Regions from separate parts of the Mus musculus genome. Here all the other regions are linked to region 2. The links are chromatin contacts, called in public Hi-C and HiChIP or PLAC-seq maps. All regions are on one chromosome and are shown on one strand. The core of a region is the stretch at or near the end of the contact, and the rest is flanking DNA. Distances in the headings are between cores, read along the strand shown. Region 1 holds the start of Coa4 (cytochrome c oxidase assembly factor 4). Region 2 overlaps Relt (RELT tumor necrosis factor receptor). Region 3 holds the start of Atg16l2 (autophagy related 16-like 2 (S. cerevisiae)).

The links. A called contact is a pair of places that touch in the nucleus more often than the background predicts. HiChIP or PLAC-seq counts read pairs in DNA pulled down with a chosen protein or histone mark.
Region 1: a contact with region 2 is called in a Hi-C map of erythroblasts, with 2.9 times the contacts expected there. The contact joins the promoter of Coa4 here to the enhancer-like site in region 2. A contact is called at or near these places in 12 of 39 promoter capture datasets (the 3T3-L1 cell line, 3T3-L1-derived adipocytes, the C10 cell line and 8 more), 8 of 484 Hi-C or Micro-C datasets (CD8 T cells, bone marrow-derived macrophages, cortical neurons and 4 more), 9 of 115 datasets of contacts at active chromatin or transcription factors (acute myeloid leukemia, bone marrow-derived macrophages, embryonic forebrain and 6 more) and 3 of 9 other capture datasets (adipose tissue, macrophages and pancreatic islet).
Region 3: an H3K4me3 HiChIP or PLAC-seq map of bone marrow-derived macrophages shows a contact between it and region 2, with 7 times the contacts expected there. The contact joins the promoter of Atg16l2 here to the enhancer-like site in region 2. A contact is called at or near these places in 4 of 39 promoter capture datasets (embryonic stem cells, hematopoietic stem and progenitor cells, hippocampal neurons and 1 more), 1 of 484 Hi-C or Micro-C datasets (the N1E-115 cell line), 7 of 115 datasets of contacts at active chromatin or transcription factors (astrocytes, bone marrow-derived dendritic cells, bone marrow-derived macrophages and 4 more) and 2 of 9 other capture datasets (adipose tissue and macrophages).

The regions. Positions count from the first base shown.
Region 1 is chr7:100,535,125-100,538,610 of GRCm38.p6, forward strand. It overlaps Coa4 (cytochrome c oxidase assembly factor 4), which reads left to right and starts at 1,976. Exons shown (of 2, transcript NM_183270.2): 1 at 1,976-2,068. It overlaps Gm39058 (a long non-coding RNA gene), which reads right to left and starts at 1,995. Exons shown (of 2, transcript XR_869836.2): 1 at 1,680-1,995; 2 at 467-587.
Region 2 is chr7:100,843,650-100,847,017 of GRCm38.p6, forward strand. It overlaps Relt (RELT tumor necrosis factor receptor), which reads right to left. Exons shown (of 11, transcript NM_177073.6): 11 at 2,199-3,368. Among named protein-coding and RNA genes, the nearest start is that of Relt, 18 kb to the right of the region's middle. Within about 2 kb of position 1,907, at least 128 of the 459 cell types and tissues checked have an H3K27ac peak or open chromatin away from gene starts, as enhancers often do. A contact at or near this core is called in CD8 T cells, the N1E-115 cell line, acute myeloid leukemia and 9 more, where this site is marked.
Region 3 is chr7:101,300,615-101,303,850 of GRCm38.p6, forward strand. Atg16l2 (autophagy related 16-like 2 (S. cerevisiae)) reads right to left here and starts at 1,474. Exons shown (of 18, transcript NM_001111111.1): 1 at 1,287-1,474. The coding sequence starts at 1,413.

The DNA of each region.
Region 1 (3,486 bases), core at 726-3,225, 310 kb before region 2:
TGGGACCCTATCCAGACCAGTTCCTTGGCAAACAGGCTGCCAAATGATGGATGGTTTCCTTGTACATCACAAAAGAATGTCTCAAAAATAAAAACTTGCGGGTAAGTTAGGGCAGTTTTGATCCCAGCACTTTGGCAGTAAAGGCAGGTGGATGTTTGTGAATTCAAGGCTAGCTTGATCTAGAACATTTCAGGCCTGACAGGGCAACATAGTGAGACCTTGTCTCAAAAATAATAAATAAATAACTTTCATATTTATCTCTTTGAAGACCCAATTTAGGCATCTGTACAGATGATACACTTATGTAATTGACCCATAGGAACACCACCACCACCACCACCACACACACACACACACACACACCCCACATACCTATATTGGAAGTCAGTTGAAACTGAGGAAAGCAAACTGACTTTGGAGGAAATACAATGAAAGACTGACTATAAATCAAACCACAAAGCCAGGCTGTGGTGGCACATGCCTTTAATCCCAGCACTTGGTAGACAGTGGAAGGAAGATCTTGGAGACTGAGTTCAGCCTAGTCTATAGATCAAGTTCCAGGATAGCCAGGGCTACACAGAGAAATCCTGTTTCAAAAAAAAGTTTTAGAGGTGAAGTTCATTATATGTAGAGAAAGTTGCTAAAGTAATTTTATCTTGTTTACTGGTTATAAAGTAGAATTTTATCTTCTCTGATGACAGGTGAAAATCACCAGACATAGATATATGATAAATACACATATATGGTAAATACATATATAAGTACATATATGCTTGATGATCTATATGTATTTATCATAAATATGTGTGATGATCTTCACTTATCATAGTAAAGAACTAAGCTTCAAGGTTGGTCCCGGTGGCACACACTTGTCATTGCAACACTCGGAGAGCTAAGGCAGGAAAGCCACAAGCTTGAGGCCAGCCTGAACTACATATTCAAGGCTAGCTACTACACACAGTAGCTACTGCTACATAGTGAGACCCTATCCCCCCAAATACAAATAAAATACCCAAAACAAAACCAAAAATAGATACAAAACATAATAATGGTATGTGAAATGACAGATAATCAATAAAATGAGCTTTTCTCACAGAATTTAGGAAGGTTGATTGTGTGTGTGTGTGTGAGAGAGAGAGAGAGAGAGAGAGAGAGAGAGAGAATTCAATGGTCAGGAATGACACAGAATGCCATTCAGAGGTAAAAGAGGATTAGAGTTGTCTGGATATGGCTAGGTGCAATAACTCACTTTCCACCCTGAAGCCTAGAGAGATGGAAAGTTAAGAAAAGGGTCTCCAGGGAGCTTGTGTGCACTGTCAATGAAAGTGGGGAAGAGAAGGCAGGCAGAGTGAGGAAAGATCAATCCCTTGGCCCCTGCAAGATGGTTCCTGAGTAAAGTTGCCAGCCACCATACAACCTGAGTTCAAGACCAGGACCCACATGTTAGGACAGAATCAATTCTTGCTGTTCTCTGCTCTCCACACGTGTACCTCAACGCCACACATAAATACACAAATGTAAATAGAAAATGCCTCTTCCTTTCACTTCAGCAATTAGGGCATTCTAGATCCTAGTTATGGCATGGGACACACTGTGCATACATGTTTCTTTGTTTTACTTGGGAATGAAAAATGTCCCATTTGAAATTCCTTTTCTGGATCCTGTGCCCTTCAGCTTACTTGGCAACCCATGCGGTAACACTTCAGACATGGGTCCAGTCAGAGCTCTTGCTGATGAAAAGGCATAATGGCTACCCGCCTCCTCCGTCACTCTCAGGTGGCCTGGAGTCACCTGAGGGTGTGTACACAGTCTCTCAGAACGATCCAAGGTGCCTTCCCTAGGATCCGGTCTCCATTGGTCCGCTCCTTCCGCCCTTTCCCGGAAGAGGCGGGCTGAAGGCGGGCTCTACACGGAGAGTTCACCAATGGGAATTGCAGAGGGCTCTGTTCTTCCGCGTGTGTGCTCCCGCTGGGTCGGCTTCCTGCGGAGAGAACAGGGGGCGTCCTTATTGCCTACGAATCCCCGCGTCTGGGGCGGAACGCGCTCGCACGCTCTTCTGCACCTGCGGGTGAGCACTGCGCACGCATCCCTACACCGGATGCACAGTGGGGACGGCGGGAGTGCTCCTGAAACTGGGAGAGGTGCTTCAGGGGACTTGGATGCCTGTATTTCTCTCCTTCCTCTTCCTTGTCATGCCTTACTAGAAGGCCTTGCCAAGCTGTCAGGCATCTAGCCTGCCCTTATTTCTAAGCATGGGTTGAACTCATTTTATTCAAGGAGTACCGAGGACAACATGTATTGGACATATACTGCAGTGCTATTTACAAAGTCTACCTAGTGAATCTTAAAGCGATTTTATTTTGTGTGTGTGTGTGTGTGTGTGTGTGTGTGTGTATGATTTGTTGACGGCCCTACCTAATAATACAGGTCTCCAGGCAAAGACATTTACCCTTTTATTGTGCCTCCGTAGCGGTGAGGTTTATATAGAGAAGTGCTTAAATCGTCTTGTGACCTACCCCTTTTCCTCATGATAATAGTCTTAAACTCCTAACATGGGCTGCAAAGCTTTGCTGATCAATCATTTACTTATTTCTGCCAATTTTCATTTCCTGCTCTTCTGGTTTCTCCAGTTACTGAAGTGTTTTACGAGGCTGAGAATCAAATTCAATTTACTTTTCCACGTTGGACATTTGTACTACTACCAAACTACATTTTCAGCCCAGTCATCGAACTTGTGATTCCTCTCATGTGTCTACCTCTAGCCAGAAATAGTTTTCCCATGTTTGGCTAACTCATTCATCCTTGAGTTTCATCCTGGAAGTCAGGTTCTCTAGAAAGTCTTGACAGATTAGACCTGCCTCGTTTTCCCAGCTGTCTGTACATACTGTTGTAAACTTCCAGTTTACTTGCCTAGATTGTAAACTCCATGAGGGCAGGAATTGTCTCTAGCTTGGTCTTGTTTGTATACTCTTTTTTTTTTTTTTAAAGATTTATTTATTTATTATATGTAAAGTACACTGTAGCTGTCTTCAGACGTACCAGAAGAGGGCATCGGATCTCATTACGGGTGGTTGTGAGCCACCATGTGGTTGCTGGGATTTGAACTTCCGATCTTCGGAAGAGCAGTCGGGTGCTCTTACCCACTGAGCCATCTCACCAGCCCTTGTATACTCTTAATATAGTAGCCAACACACAACACAGTAACCACCTATTAATGAATAAGACAGAAAAGAGGCATTTAGCGCCTTTATACCCCGTCGTAACAAACTTTTTGCAAAGGTTGAAGTTATCTCTATTGAAGCCTTTCCTGAGTTCTCTCTTGCTGCATTCTGTAGGGTTCTCTCTTGCTGCATTCTGTAGGGTTCTGAAACAGATGATCTTTGGGAAGCAGTCTGGGCAAATAAGCTCACATTTGGATATTGCTGACTAAACAGCCTCATACCACACAGACCCATCTTTTGCCTCAGCCTCCACGTGATTTATGCT
Region 2 (3,368 bases), core at 657-3,156:
CAAACAGTTGCACCAAATGGGGACTAAGCATTCAAATAAATGAGCCTTATGGGGATAATTCTCATTCAAACTACCACACACTTCTTAGGCATCCAATCACTTTTCTTTTCCAGGGTGCGGCCCTCACAGTTCTCGTTCCACAGTTAATAGGCCAAAAGCTCAGCATCCTCAACTGTAATAAAAGTGCCCAAAAGTGATCACTCCAGAAGTTGAAGTTAGGTATGTGTCCCTGTGGTTAGTCAACTCAGTTGCATTAGTTCAATAATGTTTTAAGACTTTCCAAGGATGGGGCTCCAGCACAGAGGCAGCAGGTTTGCATAGCTTGATAAGGCCCTGAGTCCCATCCCTAACCCTCCATGGGGCGTGTATTGCCAGAGGCCACCTGCTGGACCAGTGCTCCTTTAGGCTGTGCTACAGTGGAAAGTGTTACACCAAGCCTCACTTCCCCTCCTGACATCCTCCCAGCCTTTCGTTCTGACCATGATCCATTGTGGGCCTGATTAAGGGAGGAGAGGATACCTTATCTGAGACAGGATAGAACATCTTAGGCTCATTTCTATGTCACAATGGCAGGGCTATTTTCTAGAAGTGGGCAGAGAGCTAGAGATTGGACCCTACTTGTTCTTCCCTCCAACTCCCACCTCCACCCACTGAAAAGAGCTGCAGGGATTTGTAGGAACGTTTCCAAGGGAAGGTGAGGCTGTGGAGACCAAAAATATCACACACCTGCATCATATCTTTGATGTTGGGAGGTTAATGACACAAGAAGCAAATGAAACAAGCCATTCTCTCAGCAAGCAGGAGCAGGGTAGAGAAGTGCTTATAGTGAGAGAGATCTCCTAACCAGCCTGGAAGCCTGAACATGGTGTCTCCACCCTGCGGATATCTGAATGTGTCTCTAATCTAGCTTTCCCAGAGAATGGCTGGGATGCCACCTCCTGCCTCACTCTCCAGGACACACTCTTATCTTCACGTGCCACCCAATTGGCTGTTATCCAAATCCTAAGTACTAAGTGGGGTCCATGAGTTGGCTGGCTGAAGGGATAGGCAAATTAGAATAGCCAAACCCTGAGATACATGAAGTAAATGGATGCCAAATGTGCTGCATCCTGCAGCCATAGGGATCATTTCCTTGGACACACAGGAGACCCTGTCTACTCCCAGTTCACAAAAGTCCCAGAGTATCCTATACCCAAAGGATGTGGGAAGAAGCAGGGATATGTGGGCTTTTAAAATGTCTGCCCATTTGTTAACAGTGGCTTTTTTTCTTCCCTCCTTTCCTGCCACTGCTAGGCCAGCCACCTACCTTGGTTTCTGCCCAGATTTCTGTCCTCAGTGAAGCCACCTGGTCTCCTCTTACAGGCTAGGCTTCCACTACTAGCTCCAGTAGTGTTTGCATGTGTCACTCCTTCCCATGTTAAATAGTGTACCACACACTGACAAAACCCTAACTTAAGGTCCCACTGGCCATGGCAACTTTGGTATGGGATGGTGTCTCCTGATTTACCTGGTATTGGTCCAGCTCTCACCACATCCCTTAGGAAACTCACAAAGACCCTGTCCATTCCCTGGGGCATGACAGCCTTCCTAGCCTCTCAGCCAACTTTCCCCAAATTCTACATCCATTCTTGGCCACCAGGACCCTGATGGCTTCTTACTGCAGGCCCTGGGATCTGCCCTAAAACATGGACCCTCTCTGCCTAGTTGTAAATGCCCATCTGAGTGTAAGATATTCTTGTCACTCAGATCTGTCTCCTAAGAGCTCCAGGGCTTCATATCAAAACACCTTGGACACCATTAGGTGTTCCCTATCTCACATCCCAGAAGGAGTTCCAGCAGGTCTGCCCTAGGAATCTCTTGGGTCCTTCTGTTTCCCTGTTACTTGTTACCCAGACAGCTATAACAACTTCCTGTTCTGGGTGTTTCTGCTTTGCATTGTGACCAAACAGGCCGAGGCTTTGCCTCTTCCTAACCACTGTGAGGCCCCTCCAGCCACTTCCTGGTCTGTCCTTTGCACATGTTGTCCCCATCTCATGGATCACACCCCTCCCACACTGTGAGCTTCTGTGTAACTGCTGCTTCCTCTCCAGCTGTGGCCACTCCCACTCACCACATGCTTCTTGTGCCCTTGAAATAATTAGTTCATGTCAACACATGTAAAATACATAAGATTCTAAACAGAAAAAAAGCTCGTTCATAATTTTCATAATGATTTTATATTGCAATGAAAATATTCTGGATATACTTGGTTAAAAATACTAAGTTTACCCTTTTTTAGACAACTTTTTGGAATGACTATGGGAACACATTCAATCACACATATGGCTCAGCCTGTATTTCTATTGGGGAACCTGGCCTCTGGGGACCTCGGTGAGGATGAGACGAGGAGCCACCTCTGCCTATTTCCCTGGTTTCAGAGGAAGGTGCTGATGAGGGGGAGGACGATGTGTGCACACCTGGCAGGGCCCTGGAGGTGAGCAGTTTTCAGAGAGGATACGGGGAAAGGAAGCACCTCATGACGACATTTTCCACCTTTTATTACTCAAGTGTGTGGGGCTGGAGATGTAGGGGCAGGGCAACAGCAGGTTTCAATAAATAAGAAATGGGATGGGCAGTGGGCCCCGCGCCTGCACGGCCCCACATAAATAACGAGGCACTGAGCCAGAGCAGAGACTAAGACAGGCTGGATTGGCAGTCACCCCTGCTACCCAAAACTCAGGCAGATACTGTACCACAGGGGCATTGAAAACCACAGGCCACAGGCACTCCCTAGCCTGCCTGTCTCCTCTTCCCACAGCTCCAGAGCTTGAGGGCAGCAGGGTGGACTGAGGCTCTGCACCAGAGAGCCCTGTCCAAGTCAAGTCATTTTTCAGTTTCATTAAAAATAGCAGGGTAGGGGCAGGCACATGCATTAAACCCCTTCTGAAGGCATCACCATAATAGACAGTCCCATGGGAGCCATGAAGGCCAAGGCCCAGGAAGCAGCAAAAACAGGCCAGATAAAGCTACTAATGGGAGGGTAGCAAAGTCAAGCTCCCCCCAACAGGACTCAGCCCAGAATCTGCAAAGAGCTGGAGAGGTCCTGGGAACTGAGTTCTCCTCCCCTACGTACCTAGGGATAAGCCCAGGATTGGAACCCAGGTACTCTGCCACCAGTACAGGGCTCTTTGCTACCCCTTCCCTCTATAGGGCCTGCCAGAAGAGAGGGAGTCACATCCAGGGTCCAGGACATGGGCAAGAGTGGCTAGTTCCCAAGGCACAAGCTTGGGGCCAGGTACAGATACCACTCCTCCACCAAACCAGACCTCTAAGGGACAGAGGGCTCCTATGATGTGTTCAGGGCAGGCACAGGGTTACAGCACCCTGCA
Region 3 (3,236 bases), core at 224-2,723, 460 kb after region 2:
TCAAGGTTTACAGTTAAGTAATTCTCACTTCCACGCAACAGCTTCCCCCAGGTCAATATTGAAAGCCCTTGAGCAATTATCGAACAAATCTTCCCAAGATAGGTGGTTAGACCTTGGACCCCCTCACCCACATTCCTTCCAGCTGTTTTGTTTTGTTTTGTTTTGTTTTGTTTTGTTTTGTTTTGTTTTAAACCAATTCCAGGCAGACTGAGGCTGCTAACCTCAGGCCAGATCCTCACCTCCCTTCCTTCTCTGTCTGAGGTTCCTGGACCCTGACAAATTCTCAAAACTACCTGAGACCACAAGGCATTGCAAGCACCCCTACCCCGGCATACAAGGTCACAATGTGCCTCATTTGCAAGTAAGAAATCTGAGGTAAAGGACTTGAATTACCCCAAACCACAGACCTGGGTCTCTAGGTTCCCAGTCTTGCAGTTCTCCTGGGTGGTCCCTCCCTTAAACCGATAGTCCCACTGCCCATCAGAGCAGTTGGAGAAGTGGGGTTGTCTGGAGGTAGAGGTATCCAACCCCAAGAGAGGGCCAGCCCTCACAAAGTTCCAAGGAAAACAAATTTGATTGCGTGGGTGCATCAAAATTAGCACCAAGTGAGGAAGAAGTAGGGAGTATGGTTAGACTTTCAGCCTCAAACACACAATCACAGTCCACCAAAAGGCAGTAAATACAGATGCACTCCAGTGTTCCTCGGATGGAGTGCACACATCTCCTCCTCCTAGCCAAAGTGCCCAGAAATAACCACATGAGAATTTAACTTCCGCCGCGCGACAAACAACCTAAAGGAACCCGGAGCCCCATTCGAGCTACGATCCGCTAGGCACTGAGGTACTCCACGAACGTACGCCAGTATAACCTATCCGTACCAGAACCTACCAGAGACTTTCGCTCCTTCCTTTCAGCTACCGTGGCTGTTCTGGCCACGCCTGCCTTCTTTAACTGGGCTCTGGGACCAAATGGACTGACCAGGCCTTGCCCTAGGGACGGCCTGAAAGAAGGACTCGACAAAACCATCACTGAGACAGAGCTTGTGTCTAGGATGCTCAAGGGAGGCAGAGCTGAGTCTTTGGGGCTAAGCAGCACCAGAGCTGGAAACAGCAGGCAAGCCAATGCGGAGAGGGGCGTAACAGGTTCCAAGACGCAAAGCCCTCGGGAACCGTGACGGCGCCGCTGCCCTGAGTCACAAGTCGAGTGGCGGGACAAGCCCTCTCCCCGAGCGGGGAGTCCCACCTCCTCAAAGCCAGTCATCCCCGAGCCCCCAGGGACGCACTCACAAGCCGGCACTAGCTCCAGGAAGAGCGCCTTTTGCGTGCGGTCCCGATGCCGCAGCTGCCGCACGATGTGGCGCTTCCAGACAGCGGCGGGCGCGCAGGGATCGCAGGGGGCGCCAGGTCCTGCCATGGCCGCCGAGTCCCTAGCGGCCGCGCAAAGCTCCAGCCCGAGCAGGGGGGCGGAGCCTCCCGGGGACTCCATGACGTCAGGGCGGCAGCAGCGGGGAATCCCCGGGCTGTACCAAGCGCTTTTGTCGGGGAGATCTGGACACCTCAAAGCAGGTGCTGCTGCGGCCCAGCAAAAACCCTCAGTCCCAGAGGTGTGCGTTTCTGTCCCGGAGTAAGCAGCAGGGATTGAAGCCTCCCTGTCGCCTGTGGGCGCGTCCAGGGCGGGGCCTCAAGGTCGCCTTCCTTAACCTCTTGGTGCCTGGACCAGTGTCAGAAGCTGAGGATGCAGAACTCACTAAGTTACCCCGGAAGGGGAGACCCTACCACCAGGGGCTGTACAGAGACAAGCACCAGGCACAAGCAGTCTAAGAGAGAAGACTGCCTGAAGGAGCCCCACTGTCACCTACAAGGTGACAGTTGAGTGGGGGTTTATGAAGGACCAACTAAGACCGTTACCCAGAGGGAGCGGAGACAAAAGGACTCTTAAGCTCTGGAAAGAACAAGTAGACATGGTCTGATGACATGAAAATTTCCAATGCAGGCGGGCGTTGGGAGTAGCTCAGCGATAGGGTTTTTGCTAACCCTGCGCGGGGGCCTAGATTCAAGGTCCAGCGCTTCAGAGTTGTTAGGACAGGACGCAGAACTGTCCGTGGGAGGAGCAAGATTTAGAGGTCCAGTTGGTAGCAAAATTTAGGGCTCTAAGAAAAGACTCCGTTTATCTGGAAAACCCCAGGCTCAGAGGAGAGAAGAGGCTTCCTCGTTTGCAGCTGTGTGTAGTAGGGAGCTGAGCTAGCCAGCAACCCAGAGTTCTAACTCAGGGCCTATCTGCTGCCTCTCTTGGACAGCACAGACATCTCTTGTGGGTACATTTGACAGTGAATCTGGGCTCACGGGGAATTGTAATGAAATTGTCTCTAGCAAAGAATTCTGCAGATACAGGCTGTGGTAAAGAATGACAGGAGAGGGCTGGTGAGATGGCTCAGTGGGTAAGAGCACCCGACTGCTTTTCTGAAGATCCGAAGTTCAAATCCCAGCAACCACATGGTGGCTCACAACCACCCGTAATGAGATCTGACTCCCTCTTCTGGAGTGTCTGAAGACAGCTACAGTGTACTTACATATAATAAATAAATAAATCTTTAAAAAAAAAAAAAAAGAATGACAGGAGAGACTCAGTGGGCCTAGCCTTACAATATGACATACTGAGGAAGGTTCAGCTTCAAGCCCTGTTTTTAGCTAGGGAAGGCAGACCTGGTTATCCCTAAGAAATAAACCGATGGGAGGGAAAAGGCAATATCAGGAAGCCCTCTAGGCCCTGCAGGGGACAAGCCTTGAGATACTGGGGTCTCAAGTTGGGGGTCTGTTACAGGACTTGAAAAACAGTAAAGGCAAGTGACACCCCAGGGGAATATGTATCTGTTGTTCGGTGAAGCTATAGTGAAGCTGAGCATAATGGCCCATGACTGTAATCCCAGCACTGATGCCAGCCTGGGGTACATAGTAAGTTCCAAGCCAGCTTGGGTTACATAACAAGACTCTATCTCAAAACACTACAAACTGGCCTCAGTCCCCCTTGTGTCTGTCTTGGATACCCCCTGCCTTTGCACTGTACTGTGCCCAGTATTCCTGCTGGAAGTCTGGCTCTGCTCACACATCATATCCAGAAGCACTTCCTGGGGCCTGAGGCTTCTGTGACAACAGCCCCCCCCCCCCAATCCCCAGGTCCTACACAGTGTGCTGCATCTTTAGGTAGGAAGTCATGTTGTGGCAGGTTTTTTAATAATT